Linked DNA regions of Gossypium hirsutum: region 1 is linked to region 2. The links are chromatin contacts, called in public Hi-C maps. All regions are on one chromosome and are shown on one strand. The core of a region is the stretch at or near the end of the contact, and the rest is flanking DNA. Distances in the headings are between cores, read along the strand shown.

The links. Hi-C and Micro-C count contacts between places; a contact is called where the count stands out from the background.
Region 1: a contact with region 2 is called in a Hi-C map of leaf, with 2.4 times the contacts expected there. The contact joins two enhancer-like sites. A contact is called at or near these places in 4 of 34 Hi-C or Micro-C datasets (leaf and seedling).

Annotation. Positions count from the first base shown.
Region 1 is chrD01:17,945,826-17,949,970 of Gossypium_hirsutum_v2.1, reverse strand. The region is part of intron 5 of LOC121213558; the gene reads left to right. Among protein-coding and RNA genes, the nearest start is that of LOC121213558, 15 kb to the left of the region's middle. Within about 2 kb of position 1,735, at least 3 of the 9 cell types and tissues checked have an H3K27ac peak or open chromatin away from gene starts, as enhancers often do. A contact at or near this core is called in leaf, where this site is marked.
Region 2 is chrD01:17,871,201-17,875,397 of Gossypium_hirsutum_v2.1, reverse strand. No RefSeq gene overlaps it. Among protein-coding and RNA genes, the nearest start is that of LOC121213895, 5.6 kb to the right of the region's middle. Within about 2 kb of position 1,512, at least 7 of the 9 cell types and tissues checked have an H3K27ac peak or open chromatin away from gene starts, as enhancers often do. A contact at or near this core is called in leaf, where this site is marked.

The DNA of each region.
Region 1 (4,145 bases), core at 486-2,985, 74 kb before region 2:
GGTGTACTGTATAGTAAAATAATAATAAAAGCACTGAACATTATGTTAGATTCGTTTGTAAAATTCTTCTATTTCATCGATAGTAAACAGCACAATTATTCATATTATTGTTATTATATAAATATAAACCTACAGTGATTTTAAAAAGTGTGTTAATTAAGCGATTGATTAGAAAATTTCTCTTTTATCATCCCAATTCACCTTTACTTAATGAATTCCAGGTGGCAAAAAATTATTAAGTTTATATCACTAATTAAGCAGCCACAAAGTTTATTTAAAAAGTAACCAATTTTATTATAAAAGTGTTTTTTATCTTTCATATTTTTACACAAAAGTTATAAAAAAATAATTTAAACTTAAAATAAATCTACAACTATTACTTAAATCCAGGACATAAAAAATTTTTAGGTTAAATTTTATTATTAGTCACTGTATTTTGTAAAAGTTATGGATTTTAATCCTTATATTTTAATTTGATTAATTTTATTTATTGTACTTTTTGAATTGGTTAATTTTAGTCTTTATACTTTTCAAATTTTAAAATTTTAGTTCTAACCTATATAGTAGTTAAATTTGCCTGTTTAAATTCAATTATTAGTCCTGTACTTAGACCTGATCATGGGCCGACCGAACTGATGTAAAATTTTAGGCCCGTTTCTAGGGCCCTACCTTTAAAAAATAGGCCTAAAATTTTGTCCAAGCCTGACCCATATTAAAAATGCTAAACCCGAACCTGACCCGACCTGTCTGTATTATTATTTGATTATTTTTTATATAAAAACAAATTTAAAAAAATATAATATATCAAATACACTAAAAACATTAAAATAAATGTTTCCCAACAAATTGAAAATATATTAAAAAAGTCTTTATACTTAACAAATGCATTTAAAATAGTAGCAAAATTAACAATAAACAAAAGTTAAACAATATCCAAACAATAATAACAAAATGGTAATAAAATAGCAATGAAGTGACAACAAAACAATAACAAAATAACTGACTTGGGTTGGGCCAAGTCGGGCCTGGGCCAAAGAAATCCTACCTGAGGCCTGGCAATTTAGAAAACGGGCATTAATTTTCGTTCAAACTCATATTTTAGGTCTATATTTTTCCCAAAGCCTCCCACTTTTTGGACTAGCCCGGGGAAGTGGGTCAACCCATGATTAGGTCTATCTATGCTGTACATACAATTGTAGATTTAATCCAAATTTTTCAGTTGAATCATTCTAAATCCTAAATTTTAAAATTTCAGTCTTGACATAAATGACAGTCGTTAATTCATTAATTGAATTTTTAGCAAGTAATATGTGAAAATAACAAGCTGAAATGACATTCTGCATATGGTAATATGTTTGGCACATGAGATTTTGGAAATAACAGAAAGTAACTTAATGAATTTAAGATTTGGTGAGAACTAAAATTTTAAAATTTGAAAAATACATGGATTAAAAATGACCAAGTATAAGGTTAAATTCACAACTTTCGTAAAATAAAAAAATAATAATAACAAAATTTAACCAAAATTTTAAAACACCAATATTATCATTTCAATCAAAACTTAAATTAATTTTAATATAATTATTTTATAATCATATTTTTATAAGAACTTTTTTACCAACAACATAAAAGTGGCTAAAGTACATAGACCCCAATACACTCTCATAAACGTTAGATCTCTTAAGTTGACTCTTGTGTGATCTATGCCACCTACCTAAATCTCCACCACCCCTTTTGAGTCTTTGACATAAGATCAACCAAATCTGATGTTGAACAATAATTTTGGACCCACCCACTTAGCTTTAAGCAAGGTAAAGTTTTTGGCTTTATTTATAAAAGTCAAGACTCTACCTAAAATCCAAAGAAAAAAAAAACTAAATACCCTACTATTACATGACATAAACATAATATATATAATATTTTAAAATTTATTTTTCAAAATACATCTCAAATTTTACCTAATATAAATTATAAAAGTATTAAAATTGAGTTAATATGGAGTTTATTCGTTGACTTGTCTAAAAGTATCTAATTAGTACCTAAATTTGTATCACGCTACACACATTGTCCTCAATTTGTTAACAAATTAATTTTTTAAGGGTTAACATGTAATTTACTCCATGTGCCACTATAAAATTCATCAACATAAAAAACCATGTTAGTATGGAAATACTAACCTAGGTGACGACATACAAACTCAGATACGAATTCAAGTACTATCTAAATACTTTTAGACAAATTCAAAGAAAAACTAGATATTAATCCATCAAAATTTAAACACAACTATAACGTAATTAAAAATATATGAAGTACCGGATATGATTTGAAGGGAAAGTTTTGCTTTTGCAAACACCTACATGATTCAATTTGAAAGAGTCCTAGAGAGAGGGAATTTGGGATTTTATTGGCAATTGGGGACTTTGGTTCATTATTTCTCAATGCGATGGGTTGACACGTTATTTGTCGTTTTATCAATAAATTTATAAAAATTGTGTATCATTTTACGATTAGGAATGATTAAAATCCTTTCTTTTTACGTATTTGAAAAAAGCATTAGTTTTTTTTATTTCAAGTGTATACCAAACAAAAAGAAGATTTGCTTGATTAATTCCTTTGAAAAGGGAAGGATTGAGATGAGTCATAAATGTATGGACTTTAGATAGCAAAGAAATGATTGGATTTGAGATTATTATGGGGATAACATCTTTTTTATTTCCTTCAAAAGGGTATAAACAAAAGCTTTAATCAAAGGTTATTACAGAACAAAAAGCATGGAATTGTTTATGTATATAGATGTGGGTGTGAGAATGTAATAGAGAATATGGAAGATAATGATGATGATGGGGGACCCAAGGCATGATAATGGAAAGCGAAAGAAGGGTAAAGGGAACAAGCGTGGTATAAAGGAAACATAGAAGCAGTGGAAGATGTAGGGATGGAGGGGGACAGGGGGTTCAGAAAATAGAAGCCTCGTTTTGTCTAAGGGGTTTTTTCATTATAAATCACTCAATTATCACTTCCCTTGGCTGGTTCTGCCCCTGGGCAGGGCATCTTCGCATCGATGTTTGTGAACACTGGGCCAACACTCAAGCCTATTTCTTGGGCTTTTTCTTTCCTCTTTTGTAAAAAGGCACGCAACTTTCTTCTTTTTTTTTTCAAATCACAATGTGATTTTCATCTCCTTACTAAATTTAAAGATTTAGTTCAGCATATTTTGATCAGTTCTTTTTTATTGACGATGTATATCTTAAGTCAAATTATTAAAACTTTTGGCTAATTTACCAAAAAAGCTAATTTTTTTTATAAAACTACCGAAATAGGTCAATTTTTTAATTATTTACCGGAATTGACCATTTCCCCCGAAATTGCGCCATGTCGGAGCGATGTCAGGGGACGGGGCAGAAGGTCGCGTCCACGTCAGCGCGACCTGCTGACGTGGACGCGATGTGGACACGCGCGTGAACAGTGCCCAACGGTCAAAAAATTGACCGTTGCCCCCCCAACGGTAAAATTTTTTTTACTATATAAACCCCCCACCCCTTTTATTTTCAAAAACAAATTCCTTTCAAAAATTCTCTCAATTCCCTTCAAAATTTCTCTCAATTTCCTTCCAAAATTCTCTCAAACTCTCAAATTCCTTCCAAAATCCTCTTAATTTCCTTCAAAAAAATCTCCAAATCCATATTAAATTTCTTTTTCCATTAAATTTCATTTTTTAAGAAAATTTTAAAATTTTTTATTTTTTTTAAATAATTTTAAAATTTTTAATATTTTCAACAATGGCCGGATCATTGATTCGTCTTGATAGGAATCACATATCGGTGGAGCAAATGAACATGGTAAGTATTAAATTTATATTTTAATTTTTAAAGATATTTTTATTTATGTATTTTTAGATATTTATTAATATATTTTTTGTTATAAAAGGCTAAAGATCGGGTATTGGAATGCAATATTCGGAATATGCATGCTCCATCACTGTTAGTAGAGAACTACCTGCGGGAAGCGGGATTTTGGCACGTGGCGACGGTAGGCCAGGGATGCAAGTTGGAGCCGAAACTGATCAGTGCGTTGATCGAGAGGTGGAGACCCGAGACGCACACATTTCATCTTCCATGTGGAGAGTGCACTATCACTCTAGAAGA
Region 2 (4,197 bases), core at 263-2,762:
CGGGAAATTTTTAATTGAGATTTTAGGGATTTATGGTTAAGAAATTAATTAAATGAGGTGTAAATGACATATAAAAATTAACCTGACATGTCATTAAATGATTGAAAAGAGATACAAATGACGTGACGTCACTATTTCATACAATCATTTCTCTTACAATGTAATATAATATATGAATAACCTATCAACTATTTTATTATCAAATACCTTTATGCTCCTTAAAAAGCAAAATGTTGTGGCAATGAGTTTGGTCCAAAATAACGATCAAAAGATACAAAGATTGTAAGCACAAGTATGAAAACCATCTATTATGCCAATGCCATGTACATCAACTAAATCCAAAATGCTATAAATTTTTAATCCACAAGTTAGTTCAATACAAAAATTTCTTAACAACTACTTTATCGTAAGGACATCTTTCTCCACTAAGTTATTTGATTTGGTTTCAACTATCGTTTGAATTGAATACTTGGTTACCATCCAACTATGTATATATGGTTACTTTGATAACTTTAGTTCATTCGCCTCTACTTCTTTTATAATTGCTCTTTTAATAACTTTTTCGGAGAGCTATAAATAAAGGCTTAAATATTTCATTTGGAATCTTTTGATTGTTTGCCAAGCTTAAACATATTCTAAGTTCTCTATGCATCTTTCTCTAAACAATCACAGCCACCACCACAGCTTTCATTTCTTTTAGCCACCAGTTTCTTCCATCACCAATGCATTTGTTTTTCATGATTTCTAACATCGTATTTAAAAGAATTCATCGACACTCACAAATGATTTAAATTTATAATTTATTCTAAACCATAATTATATTAGTATTATATTAGGCTTAAAGGTATAAGAAATCCTTAAGAGAAAAATAAAAAAAATAATTAATTAAACTTATCCAATTGAGCTCTTGTCAATAACCTACAAATCAATTAAGCTCATCCATTAAACGGTTTCTATCTTAGACTATGTTAATTGTTAAATTAATTTGTAGACCAAATAGATGATGACACGTGGCAGTTCTAGATTTAGTGGTTCATTTTTCTAATACAAATTTATAAAACAAAAATCATAAAATTTGTAAAAGAAAAATGTCATCAAAAATTGTAAAATATTATATAAACATATAAAAAATTATAAAAATATGAAAATTACAAAAAATTAAAAATTATTATAAAATTATATAAACATGTAAAAATTATTTAAAAAGTTATAAAATATATTAATATATTAATATAAAAATTATAATAAATCTCAACTTGGTTCAAAGTGCCATCACCATCCAAAGCACCTTCACCCAACATGCAAACTACTTCATCATCCTCCATATTACTCAGCCGCAACATCACACTCCTTATTTTCAAACTTTCTAATTGGTGTTAGCTAATTTTTTTTTTTGAAATTTCCGGATTGGGCTTTATTATGAAAATAAATACATACTGTTCTAATCTGAAACCAAAACCAAATAAAACCAAAACATAACAAAATAAACCTAAACCAAAACATGGCCCAAATCAGATGGCCTTATACAAAAATATCTAGATATTATAAACGAAAATTCTAGAACCGGCATTAATGCACCGATCCGTTGCCCAATCAGAAGTTGTTTGGAAACCGTCTTCCAGTCTTTCTGTCATTTCAATTCATTTTTGATGATTCCATTTTCAAAATATGCCAAGAAAATCGATCCGTTTCCTTTACTGTTCTGAGGCTTCCTTTCTCCACTCTTCCTCTCCTGAAAACTTCTAATCTGGTCCTCTTCTCCTATCGTACCGAGCTTGATCCATAGCATACTCAGGAACTCCCCTATCCAGGTAAATTTCTTCTCCTCTTTTTAACGTTTCTGTTGCTAAGATATGTGCAAGATTATTTGCAGACCTAGGTGTATGTTGAAATCTGATATTATCAAATCCATATATTTTCTGTTGAATGTTATAAATGTATGCCCCTACCATCGATCTGTCTTGACCCTTTGAATTGCATTTTTGATGATTGCGAGGGAATCTCCTTCAAGAATCAGAAACTGCCATCCCTTCCCGGTTCCTATTTGGACTGCTCTCCAGCAGGTTATTGCTTCAGCAGCAAAGGCCGATGAGATATTAGAATGAATCTCTGAACATGAGAAGAGGATATTTCGTTCCGAATCTCTGGCCACAATACCCGAAGCCGACCGATTCTGGCTTTTATCGTAGGCACCATCAAAGTTGATGTTGATGAAACTCTCCTGTGGGTACGACCATCTCTGGTTCTCTCCGGTACGATTTAGATCTCTTTTTTCAAGGCCATTAATCTCATTAATGTAATTGTTTATAAAGTTTGCAACTTCCGTCCCATTACTAACTTTGCCTTCATGTATTTTTTTATTTCTATCTCCCCATATAGCCCAAAGTGCACAACAGAATATTCAACTTTGATAAAGGCTGAGCTCCTCTACTACCCAGGTGATCCACTGTAAAAAATCCTCACATTGATTCATCAAAATGTTCTGGAACGATAATGCTCTCCATACCTCCATTGTAACACGGCATTCGCGAAATAAATGGTTCATTGTTTCAGCTCCTTCTCCACATCGGGGACAGCTTGGATTGACTGCTAACTTCCGGTGCTGTAAATTCACCTTTGTAGGCAGATAATTCCAAGATAACTTCCATATTGTGACCTTTATTTTAGTCAGTAGATTTAGGCTCCAAAGTTTTTTGTAAAAATTCCTATAGATGGTCTGTAAAGCATAAGTTCTAAGACTTTTAGTCAATATTTGTAATAGTTGATAGGCGCTTCTGACCGTGAATTCACCCGACCGTTCGCCACCCCAGATAAGAAAGTCTTCATGCGGTGTTTGTGCCAGAGGAATTCTGAGGATTTTGGTGGCATCATCTTCCGAAAAGGTACTGGTAATCAACTCTTTTTTCCAACTTCTGTAATGACTGTCAATCAACTCATCAACTTTAGCATCGCGCATAGAATTAATTTCTGATAATAATCTAAAGTTAACTGAATCTGGAATCCAAGCATCATTGATAGAAATATTAGTACCCATTCCCACCTTCCAACAGTGCCCTTTTGTCAATAAGTCTTTGGCTGCCCAAATGCTTTTCCAAACATAAGAACATGAATTTCCTAAACGGGAATTTAAGAAATGATTATCTTGGAGATACTTAGCTTTGAATACTTGCGTTACGAGAGCATTCTGATTATTCATAATCCTCCACCCTTGCTTAGCCAGTAGTGCTATATTGAAATGTGCCATATTTCGAAAACCCATACCACCCTCCTCTTTAGGCCTACACATATATTCCCATTGACACCAGTGAATTCTTTTCTTTCCTTTTCCTTCCTGCCACCAAAATCTAGCAAATAAATTGTCCAACTCACCACAAAGCGACTTTGGTAGTAGGAAACATGTCATTACGTAAGTAGGAATTGCTTGAAGTACTGATTTAATGAAAACCTCTCTACCCCCTTGAGATAAGAAACGAGTGCTCCAATTTTTGATCCTTTGCTTTACTCTGTCTTTGAGAATCTGAGAAGATTCCTTTTTCTTCCGACCTACTATGTTTGGCAGTCCTAGATATTTCTCCATGTTAGTCGAGCATCCTATTCCCATTTCAGCCGATATACTTCCTTTATCACCCTCCTCTAAATTCGAACTAAAAAAAGATCATGGACTTATTAAAATTAACGCATTGACCAGAACAAGTCTCATACTCTTTCAAAATAGCTTTTAGGTTCCTTGCACTACTTTCGGTGGCTTCACCAAACAAAATGGAATCATCTGCAAATAACAAGTGTGAGATTGTCGGGCCTCTTCTGCTAGCTCTCACCCCTTTAATCAACCCCTCTCTTGTGGCATTCCTGATTAAGGACGATAAACCTTCACTGCAAATGAGAAAAGAAAAGGGCTAAGTGGGTCACCTTGTCGGAGTCCTCTGGTTGGTTTAAAAACTCTACCACTCCTCCCATTTGTGGTCACAACATAAGAGACTGTAGAAATACATCTCATTATTAATACCACCCATTCCTTCGCAAATCCCATCCTCATCATAACTTCCTTCAAGAAAACCCATTCAACTCTATCGTAGGCTTTACTCATGTCCAGCTTAATCGCCATGAATCCCTTTTTCCCCTTGCGTTTTTGCCGAAGTGTATGTAGAATTTCATAGGCTATCAAAACATTATCTGAAATAAGCCTCCCTGGGACAA